Regions from separate parts of the Canis lupus genome. Here region 2 is linked to region 1. Evidence: chromatin contacts called from public Hi-C data. All regions are on one chromosome and are shown on one strand. The core of a region is the stretch at or near the end of the contact, and the rest is flanking DNA. Distances in the headings are between cores, read along the strand shown.

Evidence for each region. A called contact is a pair of places that touch in the nucleus more often than the background predicts.
Region 2: a contact with region 1 is called in a Hi-C map of liver, with 5 times the contacts expected there. The contact joins the promoter of XRRA1 here to the promoter of RPS3 in region 1. A contact is called at or near these places in 4 of 9 Hi-C or Micro-C datasets (amygdala, blood and liver).

Annotation. Positions count from the first base shown.
Region 1 is chr21:23,299,073-23,306,594 of UU_Cfam_GSD_1.0, forward strand. RPS3 (ribosomal protein S3) reads right to left here and starts at 3,452. Exons shown (of 7, transcript NM_001313777.1): 1 at 3,389-3,452; 2 at 1,941-2,071; 3 at 1,346-1,439; 4 at 764-858. The coding sequence starts at 3,418. It overlaps LOC119865100 (a small nucleolar RNA gene), which reads right to left and starts at 2,350; the gene lies at 2,203-2,350.
Region 2 is chr21:23,620,905-23,628,426 of UU_Cfam_GSD_1.0, forward strand. It overlaps XRRA1 (X-ray radiation resistance-associated protein 1), which reads left to right and starts at 4,183. Exons shown (of 17, transcript XM_038568623.1): 1 at 4,183-4,366; 2 at 7,133-7,188. It overlaps SPCS2 (signal peptidase complex subunit 2), which reads right to left and starts at 4,027. Exons shown (of 5, transcript NM_001003324.2): 1 at 3,893-4,027. The coding sequence starts at 4,006.

The DNA of each region.
Region 1 (7,522 bases), core at 2,202-4,701:
TCTAACAATTCCTCCAAGGATATCAGTGATCATAGCCCAAGGATTAAGCTTTTGAGGACCACAGTTCTAAGTAGTGTAGCTGGCATTCAAACCAGCCAGGCAGTCTTTCTTGTATGTCCCTACCTATAACACCTTTCCTGCCATCCATCTCCCCACCAGGTCAATGTTCCTAAAGCACAGCTCTTAATTTCTTCTCCTGCTGAGAAAACCTCCCAGGGCTCTGCAGGAAGTACCACCTAAATTTCATACACCCAGGAAAAGCATTCCAATTACAACAATGAAAGTACACAAAGAGCTCCTACTGAAACCTCATCAGAAGGCCCGGCTCCAGGGCCAATCTAGCTACCTCATACACTCTATAATCCACTCCTCACATCATACCTACATACTGCTCAGATTAGCTCTCTCCCATCAGGACTATGTCTTATGCCTTTATAATCTCCACACTTCATGGAGCTAACTTCAACGGGAACCCTGACCTCCTCTCCCTGGAGTTGTTTTTGTTCTATTACCTAAGCACCAAGAAGTGTACTCCCTTTATAGCACTGACCACTCTTTAAAACATAATCATTCAGGGATGCCTGGGTGGCTCAGTAGTTGAGTGTCTGCCTTTGGCTCAGGGTGTGATCCTGGTCCAGGGATTGAGTCCTGCATCAGGCTCCCTGTGAGGAGCCTGCTTCTCCCTCTATCTCCCTGCCTCTCTGTGTATAACTCATGAATAAATAAATAAAATCTTGAAAAAAAAAAGTCTCAGGACACTTACCTCCGCACAGCAAGGCCTCCTAGGAGTTTGTAACGCAGTGACTCTGCCTGGGCAATAGCACATAGACCTCTTGTGGCCACCTTTTCGGCATAGAGCTTTAAGAAGAAATCAAGGTACACCCTTAAACCTGTTAACTTTCCCCATTGTTTTCAATTAAAGAAAAAAAAAAAACTCATTCACCATACAAGCATGTGGTCACTGTGGCATCCCTCAAGTACTAAAACACTCCTACTACTCATAGGTAGCCTACGCTGTGACATAGTCTGAATCTTTCCTTATTGCCCTCTCATCCCTAGATACTTCTACAGCTACATCAAGTGATGGGATAGCCAATCCATCATACATATCATTACCATACTTAAGTTGAGAGTAAAAAAAAGTCCCTTAACCACCAGAAATGAGCAGAAAAGGCCTATAAAATAAAGCCTGCTACTTATTAAGACAACCAACAAAACACCAATTCATATGTAATACTTGGTGATAACTAAGGTCTTCATGACATTAAGGGTTTATAAAAGTAACCACCCTAAATAACCATTTCCAGGTCCACGGTAATCTCTGGCAAAAGGCAAAATCACTCACCTCTACACTGCCCTCAGGAAAACCAAACCTCTTCTGAACCACAGCAGTCAATTCCCGGATCCTCCGGCCCTTTTCACCAAGAACATTCTGTGTCCTGAGAAAACGAAAATACACAATAGCTCTCACAAAACTGCAAACATGGCTTTAAATTTTACATATATGTGGTAATGAAGTCTCACCCGTCTAACATAGAAAATACAAATTTTGGATGACAAGAGCTAGAATCAGATTTAAAAGGCAGTTACGAAAATACACATTTGTGGGGTGCCACGTTGGCTCAGTTGGTAAGTGTCTGCCTTTGGCTCAGGTCACTCAGGTCAAGATCCCAGGGCCCTGGGATCAAGCCCGGCAAAGGGCTCCCTGCTCCTCCCTCAGCCCCTCAACACCCCCTCCCATCCTCCGCTTTGCACTCTCAGTCAAATGAATAAAATCTTTTTTTTTTTTTTTCAAATGAATAAAAATCTTAAAAACAAAAACAAACCACTTACGTTTGCTAATAAGGCCAATTCACTGGTTCTCCCTGGAAGTTTACAGAATACACCAACCTAGCATATACAACAAGTAACAGGTGCTAACCAGGAAAATGAGATCTCACCTGGTGGCCAGGATAATGATTTCTGTCCTGGTTGGTGTAACTCGGACCTCAACCCCAGAGTAGCCATCTTCAGCGAGCTCCCGAGTGAGAAACTCATTCAGTTCAGCTTTGAAGATGCCATCAGCGACAAACTAACCAAAAGGGAAAATTCACAATTAGAACGTGGGATGGCAGGGTCATTGTCCTTCTGCCAATGCAACACCTCATACAAACATCCCATCATCACTCTTACTACCCTTGTTCCAACACAGAATTTAACAACCCTTCTCAGACAAATGCCTCTAGATCGTCCTTTGGAAGTTACTTTAACCCAAGGACCCTTAAAACTGCCACAGAACGCAGCAAGGAGTAGGGGCCGCCTGGCAAAGATAACACCTCCAGTCAGACTCGTCATCTTCTCTTCATTGAAGGGTTTTAAAGACTTCTTTAGGAGTAGCACATGCCAAACAAACAGCTGCTCTAAAATGGCACATTCACGGGATGCCCAGGTAGCTCAGCAGTTAAGCGCCTGCCTCCGGTCCAGGGCGGCGCAGGGCGTGATCCTGGAGTCCCGAGATCCAGTCCCACATCGGGCTCCCTGCATGGAGTCTGCTTCTCCCTCTGCCTGGGTCTGTGTCTCCCATGAATAAATAAGTAAAATCTTAAGATAAATAAAATAAAATGGCACATTCACAACTCCTTCTGTCTGCAGAGCAGAGATGCTACCTTTGTAACCCATGAAAATACGCTGCCTTCAGGGACCATCAGAAGACTCCCAGCCATGTTATCTTGCCTACAGTACATGTCTCACAAAGCTGAACTCTAATTCGAAAAAGTGTGTGGATTTGCACGACGCTGTGTACACACACAAAATGACAAGTTAGTTGCCTCTTTCTAAAGCAAGCGGACTTTACAGTTTCCGCCTGCGGAAAAGCGAAAAGTTAAAGCTCGATCCAGTGCTCTGTCCGGTTCTCCTCCCTCCCGGTTACTTTCTCCGCGGTAGAGACGGGGCAAGATACAGCAGCCTCTCCAACCGAGGTCTCGGGGGTCAGAGGGCCGCGCCCCGACACGAAGAAGGCGTGCACACGCCACCTCCCCCCCCCAAAGTCCTAGTGAGAGACATTAGGGGGAACGGCCCAACCTCTCAAAATACGCTTACTAAAGCTACCTGTTAACCAAGTAATGCTCCCAAGCGCTTTGTCTCGGGCGGGAGGGGCGCCCGGTGCTCACGTCTGGTCTTCGCCCAGAAGCGGCAGACGTCTCTCATCACTCCCTTCCGCCGCCAAACCGCGCTCGCCTGGCTCGGGCCTCGCATTCAATCCACCGCCATCCGCGGTCCGCGGGAATGCCACGCGGCCCAGGCCGCTTCCCGAAGCAGGGCTCGAAGCTGAGGGTCTCGCGACGGCATCTCGACAAGCCTCGACCCGCGCGGCACCACAGATCCCCGAACCTAGACCCCAGCGTCTTACCTTCCTCTTCTTGGAAATTTGCACCGCCATCTTGCCGCCGCGCGCCCCGGAAAGAAAAGGAAGTGGCTCGTGGGCGGAAGTAGGTATAAAGGGCGCGAGCTACGACAAAGAACTGCGCGACGTCGACGCCTGTAGGCGCTCCTGGGAATTGTAGTTTTTAGGAAGGCATTAAAGAGGGGAAAAAAAGGAGGGGTAATGGAGACACGTATAGGCAGAAACAGGAAAGGGAGCAGATCAATCAGGGGAGCTTAGGTCCAATTCTTATTAGCTTAAGTGAGCAACGTGAGGCGCAGAGATGGAAATTACAGGTATAAACTCACACAGCAACAGCGTGCAATCCTAGTCCCTGCACTCTACACTCAATGAAATTCGTTTAGGTCCAGCCCTTCTGTGTCCGTTTTCTCTGTTCCAAATGCTGGCGATATAAATATCTAATATTTATTAAATATGCTAGGGACTGTTCTATGCCCTTTATATTATGAACTCATTTACCTCTGCCTCACTTTCATAAAGTCCATTAAAACTAGTAACGGAAGTCACCAAGTAGTGGTTCATGGGGTCACAATTATTTTTCCGTTAAAAAAAACTGTACCCCTTATATTTTGAAATTTTCAAGCACACAGGAAGGTTGAAAGAATTATGTATATGCGTCACTAAGGTGATCCAATTAACATTTTTGCCATATTTGCTTTATCCCATATCTATCCATCCCTCTATCCACCCAAGGGTGCATCTTTTGATCTTTTTCAAGGTAAATTACAGCCCTCTGCACACTTTACTCTGAAACACCTCAACAACAGTTTTATTGAGAAATAATTGGCATACATCACTGTATACGTTTGAGGCATGCAGCATGATGCTTTGATTTACAAATATTGTGAAATGATGACCAAAATAGGTTCAGCTAATACCCATCGTGTCATACAGATACAATAAAAAGAAAAGAAGAAAAGAAAAACAAGTTTTTCTGTGATGAACAGTTTTATTTTAAATTTGAATAGTTTTTTTTTCAAAGATTTATTTATTTATTCATGAGAGACACAGAGAGAGTGAGGCAGAGACACAGGCAGAGGGAGAAGCAGACTCCCCACAGGAAGCCTGATGCAGGACTGGATTCCAAGACCCCCAAGATCACAATCTGAGCCAAGGGCAGATGTTCAACCACTGACCTACCCAGGTGCCCCTTAAATTTGAATAGTTTGCCTACATTTAAAAATCAGGAAACTTCTCTATAAAACTCTTTTAAGCTTCTCTTAAAAATACAGAAAGATCCAGCAAAATACTAGACCTACATTTCCTCATGGCAGCCCTCTCCTTCCCTGTTTTATGGCGAAGGGCTTTCCAACATGCCACAATCCCTGGCATCTTCACTCATTCATTGTCTGGCTCTAGAAGCCATTTGAGCTTTTCCCCAGCAGCAGAAAGAATCTGATGCAAAGTTCTGTCCTATACTCATGGAATCACCAGAGTTCTCGGGGGAGCAGAGCAGAGGGACCAGGGAAGATGAAAAGAAGTTGATGGACCAAAGAGATAAGGAGGCTATGGAGCTATGTATCTTGGTGATGGACTGAGGTTGAGGAGGAATTGAGGATACCCCAGTTTCTGACTCCAGCGGTGGAAGCTTGGTGACAACCCTCACTGAGATGAGGAACCCATGATCAGGCTTTTTTTCTGTGTGTTGTCTCCCTGTGCTCTCTGCTCCTTTCCTTATCCAACTCCATGGTCTATTAATTCAATGGTGCCAGACTGATATAGTCTCCACCCTTGTGAGTCTGACCTCTGTGTGCCCCCACTCAGGGCATGGGCACTGTGGGAGCCAGAAGGGGAGCACCCCTTGCATGCATGCTGGGGTCAGCATATTTCCTTGTTCAGATATGTCCCTCATCCTCCTACAGTGTCTGTTCTAATCTTTGCCAAATCAGAACCTCTCCCTCACTCTCAGCAGTCAACTTGCTTCCTAACCCTTTGTCCCCAGGTAGATTATACCGGCAAGAACTGCCTCTCACCCATCTTAGAATTGTATGTGTCCTTGGCCCTCCCTCCCTACTCAGGAAAGAGACTTCTGGTTCACATTTAGTTTTCTTCTTTTGAGACCTTGCCCTAGCAGTCATGGCTTATCTTTCCTGTGATACTATTCTTTTACTGGCTCTTTCCTTCCCTGTGCTAAGTATGTCACTCTCTCTTAGTTGCTCCCATAACCATAACACCTTGTCTCATTGGGTTGGAATGGGCTGCTTATGTCCCACTAGACCATCAACACCAAACCTGTTTTGTTCATTACATCCAGAGCCTAGGGTATGGCCTGGCTTAAGCCCAGTGTCAGTAAAAGTTTGATGAGCAAATAAATCAATGCATGGATTCTGGCTTTAGATCATTTCCTAGTAGCATGGTTCATATGAATTTGCTGGCAAGTACCATATCTGAACCAAACCCTGGAGACCCAAAACTGAGCATCAGACCATGGTGAGTTCTTGGAGGTAAATCCACTGCTGAAGGCTTCATAGTTGCTCATTTACTGCCTTTCTCCAGTGACACTAAGAGGCTGCCTTCTAGGTATTGTGCTCTGGTTCCAGAAGGAAGCCCAAAAAGGAAGCCTTTGTCTTTATCATGATGCCTTACATTTTATCTAAGACCATTATAATAAGATATTAAATTACTCAAAATAACACCATAAAAATAATAGTGGTCACAATACACTGAACTCTAATCCAAGAAGGAACTGTGAGAGTGATTTAATCTCCCCCTGGGTCTCTGAAGTGTAGACAAAGCTCACTGTGTTGAGCCTACAGTGCCACAGAAGAATCCCCAGAACTGGAAAGAGGGAGCCTTGTGTATGAGAACACATACGGCCACATGCAGGCCATGCCAGGGCTCTGCGAGTGCCACACAAGTAGGTACTTTCTTGAAATTCCTGAAAACTGAAGGGGAAATTTGCCCTGGCTGAACAAATACACTGCACGATTTTGGAAGACAGTGTAGTCACTTGAAGACCAGAACAATGGAATCTCATAAAAAGCTTTAAACTTACCTGACTCCCACTAGAGGAAGTCCACATGAAAAAAAGAGAGAGATTTTTTTTTTAAGATTTTATTTATTTCTTCATGAGAGACACAGAGAGAGGCAGAGACACAGGCAGGAGAAGCAGGCTCTCTGCAAGGAGCCTGATGCAGAACTTGATCCTGGATCCTGGGATCACGCCCCGAGCCAAAGGCAGGTGCCCAACCACTGAGCCACTTAGGCATCCCAAAAAAGAGAATTTAAATACTGCAAGTGGAGGCACCTGGGTGGCTCAGTCAGTTGGGTGGCCAACTCTTGGTTTCAGCTCTGATCGTTAGATCGAGCCCCACCTCAGGCTCCAGGCTCACAGGAGTCCGCTTAGATTCTCTCTGTGTCCCTCCCTCCTCCCACACTTGCACGCTCCCTCTCTCAATGAAAAAATAAAATATTTAAAAAACAGTAATAAATAGTGCAAGCGAGGGAGGGAGTGCCTGCCTCCCTCCTCCATGAGCACCTGGCTCCCAATGAGGTAGACAGAGGGCACTTCCACTCCTGCGGATTGTCTAGGTCTCACTTCTCTGAGGGCCTCTCAGAGTGAACAGCTTGGTGGGCTGAGTGTTTGAAGAATTATGTTTTTTTTTCTACAAGATCCCTGAATAAGCTAACAACTTCATCTAGTGTTTGACCAAAGAACTGAAGATCTATGCCAGTCCTGGAGGAAAAACTGAATTCTTAGAAGGTGCATTGGTATCCACGAGGGCGCTTCTGGAGAGATTATTGTACTAGGGTAACATTGACCATATTCGGTTATCACTCACTTTATTTATTTTTTTAAATGTTTATTTATTTATGATAGAGAGAGAGAGAGAGGCAGAGACATAGGCAGAGGGAGAAGCAGGCTCCATGCACCGGGAGCCCAATGTGGGATTCGATCCCAGGTCTCCAGGATCGCACCCTGGGCCAAAGGCAGGCGCTAAACCGCTGCACCACCCAGGGCTCCCTATCACTCACTTTAGATTCTAAGGCCCCACAGTAGGACATGATGATGCTGTCACATTCTTGTTGATTTCATTAGAAATCATCAGTGACTCACTCTGGGCCTGGAATTGAATCTCTGGATATGAAGAGAAGAATACT
Region 2 (7,522 bases), core at 2,933-5,432, 320 kb after region 1:
AAGCCAGACAGGCTAGCTCCAGAGCCTGTGTTCTCAACTACTAAGATACAAAAGCTCTGCTTTACAATCATGAACTAGGAGACAGAAATGAAGTTAAACAGGTATGAAGTTAAAAGGGTCTGAATAGAGCTTTTAAAAAACAGTTTAATACCACATTTTCATAGCCAAAACAATTTTAATAGCCTAAACAAATCCAGCCAGGAGACAGAAATCCATGTACAAGGTTAAAAGGACCTGGATATAGTTCTGGAAAGCATGGTTTAATACCACATGTCAATTTGATCGCTAAAACAATTAAGCAGGGCAGCCCCTGTGGCTCAGCGGCGGTTTAGTGCCGCCTTCAGCCCAGGGCATGATCCTGGAGACCCAGGATCGAGTCCCACGTCATACTCCCTGCATGGAGCCTGCTTCTCCCTCTGCCTGTGTCTCTGCCTCTCTCTGTCTCTGTGTGCCTCTCATGAATGAATGAATGAATGAATGAATGAATGAATGAATAAATAGATATCTTAAAAAAATAAAAATAAAACAATTAAGCAAGTAATTTTTCTTTATAGCCTGCTATGCAGAACAAAATACTTTGATGTATTTTGGGCAAAATAACTTACTGCAATGATCTAAGTTATTCTGTGATGGAGGCTGGAAGATTACATTTGCATACCTATTTTTAAGATCAGGAAACTAGAATTGCTTTGTTCCCCAAGTCAGTTTCACAGGAGCAGACATTCACATCTGCTTAGGGAAAGCTAGAAGCACGTTGAAGCACACTTATATCTCTCTTTATTATATTTCTTCATGGCAAGTGAAACTACTGGTGCAGGAAATAAAAACCCTCCAAAAAAAAAAAAAAAATCAAGACAAATAAAATTTAAGAAATTTAAAGGTAACAGCCTCTCACTCCCACAGAGCAAAAGCTGCTCTATTCATTCAGATCCTACTCCACTGAGAATAACATTTTCCCCATCTTCTCTTCCACAGTACCTTCAGTTTTCAGACAATTAGAGGCACCATTCTCTAAGGCAATTTCTGAAGACTGACAGGGCAGATCTGAGAGTTTTTTCTCTGCTAAATTTAATGCTGCAAGTACTTATTCTGTGTTGTTTTCCTCAGAGAACTATAAGGATCTTTCATGGGAAACTGGACAAATACAAACTGGTAGAAAAAAATAAGATAGTATGTCATATTAAGTGACAGTTTAATTCCCATGTGCAATAAATGCTAGAGAATTCAGAGGAGGATAACTCGATGTAAAGCTGAAATGAAGTTTTCCGAGAAAAAGCAGCTAAGCAGATCATATTTTCTATCCTCTATGGCCCTCACTGCTTGGTTAATTCTGTCAAATGCTCCTTTGTGAAGCCTTTATCTATTGCTGATACTCAAATTGGGGTTCTCATCATCTGGTCATTTTTTTTTATAGCTGTTCACAAAGAACACTTAACCAATACTGTACAATTTAATATTTACAAGCCCATAATACATTATGGGAATCCACATTATTTATATAAGTAAATTTAAGTTCAGTAATACAATGTAACCTATCCAAGGCCATGTGGCTTTTAACAAGCTATACTAGAATTCAAACGTTTTTCTTTTTATAATAAGCCCTATACACTTGTATGGTATAAGGCCTTGTTAGAAAGCTTTTAATTTCTAAATCTAATTTTCTGAAAACCACTTTACATAGTCTCAAAATTTTTCAACAGCTTGGATTACTCCAAGCAATCCATGCTCTCTTCAATCCGATTCTATCTTCATGTCACTACAAGTCTCTTAGAGAACAGTCCAGTCAACTCACTACCTGAAATATCAGGCACGATCTGCTCAAGGACATTCTTACCTAGTATGCTGCCCTTCTCTCCCAAAACAAGGTCCCAGCTCCATCCTCAGACATGAGGTCTTCCCATGGGGCACTCACTCCCTTATCAGTTAGAGCTCAGTGATCACTCTCTCTCTCATTTCAATTTCTGTAAAAAGCACACATCTGAATACACCAAATACTTTTACTATTGTCCTATAATCAGCTAAACTGAGTACTTTCTCACAGTTGGGATTCTTGGTTTTCTTCCTCTGCCACTACATACGTATATTAGACACTATAGGTTACAGCGATCATTCATGTATATCATTTAATTCTCCCCAAAAACGATGCTCTTTCAGATGAAGAATGTAAGCTTAGTATGGTTAACTGACCTGCCACTCTTCACAGAGTTTGAAAATAGCAAAGCCTAAATCTTATGGTCCTCAAATCCAGGTTCTTTCAGTAACACAATGATGCCATATACTCTTTAGGATAGAATGCCCATGCTTGGGCAGCCAGGGTGGCTCAAGCGGTTTAGCACAGCCTTCAGCCCAGGGCCTGATCCTGGAGATCAGGGATCGAGTCCCATGTCAGGCTCCCTGCATGGAGCCTGCTTCTCCCTCTGCCTCTCTCTCTCTCTCTCTCTGTGTGTGTGTGTGTGTGTGTGTGTCTCTCATGAATAAATAAAATATTTTTAAAAAAAATGTCCATACTTAATGTTTGCTGGTGACGATCCAAACTGAGGGAACAGCAAGAACAGTGAATGGAACAGGATGAGCACAGGCTGTGAGATGCTCATCAGCAGAAAGGCAGGATTTGTGTATGAAAATGAACATCAATTCCCAATACTCTCATGTGTCTTGGAGCAATTTACCATTCCAATCCTCAGAACGTGTTATGTTCCCTCTCTTTAAGATAGTTAAAGAGTGTGAACCATGCCATTCAAAACCAATGACACCCAAAAATAGAGGCAAAAAGACCTGGATCTGAACCCCTCTATATGTTCACCTATTTCTTTCTTAGGCATCTACCATGTGTTAGGCACAAGGATGTCTGAAAGCTGCTTTCCATTACAGCAAAAAAAAATCCTATTTACTATATTAAAGGCCCCATGCAACGTTTCTCCTCAAACTCCTACAATGAGAGAACTGGAAGGGACTAAGGGAACTTTAAGCTAAGTCCCTCATTTTACAAATGAGGCAACAAAGGGAGAACAAGTGTATTTCAAGGTCACACAGCTAAATCAGAGGCAAAACCAGTACTAGGACCTACATCTCCATGCAACTGTTTCTTCCAGGATGCTCCGCAAAGGGCAAGATGGGCCAACCGAGGAGCACACTTTTCTGTTTTTTCTTTTCCTTTAAGCCCTATTGATAGCACCTCAGTTTAAAAAAAAAAAGAACGGATGGTGGAGAGGCAAAGAGCCAACCCAGAGAAGGCAACAAGCTCATGAATTCGTGTCACTTACTGCCCTCGGTAGCAGGCAGAGGGGTAAAAGGGGGGGGGGGGGGGCGAAGACGACGAGGGAAAAAAAATCTTAGAGGCTTCCAGTCAGCCCAATAAGGTAAGTAAATACTCAAGTAAATTCAGTATTTTGAGTATCGCAATAAAACGCCTACAAACTTCAGTAAGCAAAAGGCCAGTGAGCACTTGAAATCTGTAGCAGCGCCCAAGTGTGGTGGTCGTAGAGGAGAGTTTGGGGACTACTGACTTCGAATAGCTGCGTTCATTCCTTCAGGCTTCAGTTTTCCCCGTCAGTGAAATGGGCACATCAACTGTGGTCCCACAGCACCTCCGAAGAAAAGTGTCGGCTGCATTGAAACGTAGGAATAATCAAATCAACCTAAGAAGCTGTGGTGGCTAGCGTTAAGGACCAGGCACACTTCCAAGAAGGAAAGAAGGCCTGATGAAGAGAGGGCTGGAGTTGGAGGTGTGGAGACATCGGGCTACAAGCGCCGGTAGGGTTCTGAAGGTGGGCCAGACGAGGACTACCCGCCGAGAAGCCACGGAAGAAAAGGGGGGCGGGGATGGGAAGGTGGGCTCGCCGCCTCCCGGGCCTCCCCAGGTTTCGGCTGTCCCCAAGAACAGGCTCCTCACCTTGTCCAACAAGCCGCTGCGGCCACTGCCGGACCCGCAGGTAGGACCACCGCCGGGCCCACTACTGCCTCCGCCACCACCAGTTCTCCCGCCCTGTGCAGACGCCGCCGCCATCTTGTCTGTCTCTGCGTCTCCCTCCCCTCCTACTTGTCCGAAGCCGATTGGCTGAGGCCGACGGCGTGACGCTCCGCCCGGAGTCCGTCGGGATCCGTAGTCCAGGCCGGATGACGCGAGGCGGCCAGCGGAAGTGGCCGCGGGGCTTGCCGGGACTTAGAGTAGTTGGAAGCTCAGTCCGCCGGTTGCCGCCTACGCCGCCTGCTGCCGCGTCGCGGTTACCAAGGGCTAGAAAAGGTAGTGGTAGGCGCCACCGTGGAGCCGCTCGGACATCCCCGGGAGGGTCGTAGGCGCGCTGCCCGCGTCGCCGGGACGCAGCCTCTGCGGACGCCTCGGAGGCGGAAGCGACGACGGAGGCAGGTGCGGCTGGAAGCTTAGTTTGCGTGAGGAATTAGGAGTCTCTTCACCCCGCAAAAGAGTTTCCAAAGGGGCGGCGGGAGCTCCAGCCCTGTTACAGCACTTACTGGTGATTCTCTCTGGTGACTGTCATCTAAGGTGTTAGTAATGTTTTCGTGCTGTAGAGAACTCACATTTGCTGAGTGTCCACGGTCGGCCGGGCTGTATAGCCGTCCTCTCGTAGTCCCTTAGCAGCCCGGTCGGATGAGGAAATTAAGCTTTCCCAAGGCGGGATAGCGCGGGATAGATAGCATGTATCAGAACCTGGTTTAGAAGCCAGGGCGTTTTAACGACCCTCCCCCCCTTGGTATGTTCCCTCTGCCACTCTGCTTTTTATTTACTTATTTTTTAAAGTATTTTATTTATTCATGAGAGACACAGAAGGAGGGAGAAGCAGGCTCCATGCAGGGAGCCTGACGTGGGACTCGATCCCAGGACTCCAGGATCAGGCCCTGGGCTGAAGGCAGCGCTAAACCGCTGAGCCACCCGGGCTGCCCTGCCACTCTGCTTTTAATAGCTTTAGGATGTAAGAGTATTCTAGATTTTTATTAATTCATTTTTTTCAACAATTTTTTTTTTCTTGAGAGGGGAAGTGCACTGGGGAGCGAGGTGGGCAAAGGAGCAGAGGGAAAGGGAGAGAGAGATATTTTTTTTTTCTATTTTAAGATCTTATTTATCTGAGAGAGAAGGCACAAGCAGGAGGGAGAGGGAGAAGTAGGCTCCTTGCTGAGCAGGGAGTGGCTGGGCTCTATCCCAGGACCCTGAGATTATGACCTGAACCTAAGGCAGACAGATGCTTAACCAACTGAGCTACCCGGGTGCCCCTGAGAGAGAGAATTTTTTTTTTAAGATTTTATTTATTCATGAGAGACACAGAGAGAGGCAGATTCCTCACAGGGAGCCCAATGTGGAACTTGATCCCTGGACCCCTAGGATCACGCCCTGAGTCAAAGGCAGACACTCAACCTCTGAGCCCCCCAGTCCTCCCTGAGAGAGAGAATCTTAAGCAGGCTCCACACCCAGTGTGGGGCTGGATCTCACCACCCAGAGATCACGACCTGAGCTAAAATCAAGAGTCCACTGCTTAACCACCTGAGCCACCTGGCACCCTGTTTCCATAAATATTTATTGAAGTGTACTAAGGGATACTGGAAGAGCAAGATAGATCTGTTCACTACTCTCTTGGGACATCTATTCTAGTGACCTAGACTTATCACATAACGGGATTATACTATGATCTCTTACATTGCAGCACTTGTTCATTTGTTTTTTTAATCACTGTGAATCCCTAAGTGTCAAAATATTGAACCAGTACTGAGTGCTTACTATGTAGCAGTCACTGTTCTGGTCACGGGATGTATTCTTGAATAATATGCGAAATATAGGCAAAATACCTGTCTTGATGAAGCTAACATTTGTGTGATAATCATTTTCACTAAATAATATTATACGAGATTTTTTCACCTCTGTGAAGCAATCCAGGTACCCGTATATCTTTTTGCTTTTTATCTTTTACACCTTCTCGTTTTTCATGACCCAGCTCAAATGTCACTTGCTCTGTGAAACCTTTCCTGATCCTTATTTTTTCCTTCTTTGCAGACAGAATGAAGAACTCCATGGCATTGAGTTTATGGTTCAGTTTAGTTCAGTAAACACTCATTGAACCTCTTCAATGGGCAAGACCCTGTATGAAGTGCTGGGGATAAAGATATAGGTAGGACCTAGGCCTGGCCTTTGAGGGGCTCACAGCCTGGAATTGGGAGTGTGAGGAGTGGGGAACAGACAGGTAACTACAGCATGGTGGAGTGTTCCAATTAAGAGGTGGACTGAGGTGGTAGCACAGAGAAGGGTCAACCTGAGGAGGGGGAGATCCAGGAAAGCTGTCTGTATGAGCTAGGCGAAGAAGAGGGGCAGAAGTGTTATAGACCAAAGGAATGGAGCAGCACATGGATGTAAATGAGCATCATTACTGTGTGCGTGTGTGTGTGTGTGTGTGTGAGAGAGAGAGAGAGAGAGAGAGAGAGAGAGAGGAGACGTTACAATTAACACTGAGATTAGCTGCTTCACGTTTGAGATAGAGACCCAAGGTAGCTGAAGATAACTAGGCAGGCAGCCGTTAAGCTTGGAACTCGGACTTTCTTTTTCCTACCATCCAGATAAAGTTCATACTTTCCTTAGGGTTACTTTCTAGACCAGGTAACATGGGGATTATGTGCCTTTCCTAGCCCATTTTTTTAAATCCACACCTTCTCACCTGGTATTCTTTATTGGGACTTGGAATTTCCCTAATGAATTAGTTGTGTCTGGGTCTCTATGCCCTCCACAGGTCTAAGTCATCCTTTATTTATGTATAGCGAGTATCTTTTCCCAAATTGTGTCTTATCTTTCAACTCTGTCTTTGCTGTTTTTATCATACATAGATTTATTTTGTATTAATTATATTAAAAGATCCTTCCTTCCTGATTTGTGATTTGCACATCTTATTTAAGCACTGTAGCCTCACTTCATCATCACAAAATTACTCTCTTGTTCACCTTCCTGTCCATGTTTCTGTCTCAGTCTATTTCTGGGATCTTTAGTTTTATGGGTTTTTTTAAGGCCCCAGCTGAGACATATTTTGGATACCAGCTGAGACACGTTTTGGAGCCTACATGAGTAGGATGTAACTAATGAGAAAGTTCAAGAACTCTGAATGGCAGGCTAAGAAGGAGTGTAATATCTATTTTACAGGTGAAGAAACAAAAAAAAAAGGAAGTCAAGGGGTCTTTCCCAAGGTTGAAGATCAAGTAAGTACTATACAGATCAGAATCAAGGTCCTTATATACTGTAAGTCGCTGGAGTCTTCTCCCAACAGTCATCATCTCTAACATTCCCCAGCCAGCTATTTACTCATTCATCCATTCACCTATGTAGCAGATAGATATGATTAATCACAAGAGAGATTTCCTGAAAGACAGATTGACTGAATGATTATCAATCTTTCCCCATCAATCTATCCATTCATCTTCCCAACACATTTTTAGTGAATTCTAGGTTCAATGGTAGCTTCTGGAATTAAATAGGTGAGTAAGATATCAGGGGACCCACAGCAGGTGAGAAGTTTATTAAGGGGAACAAACA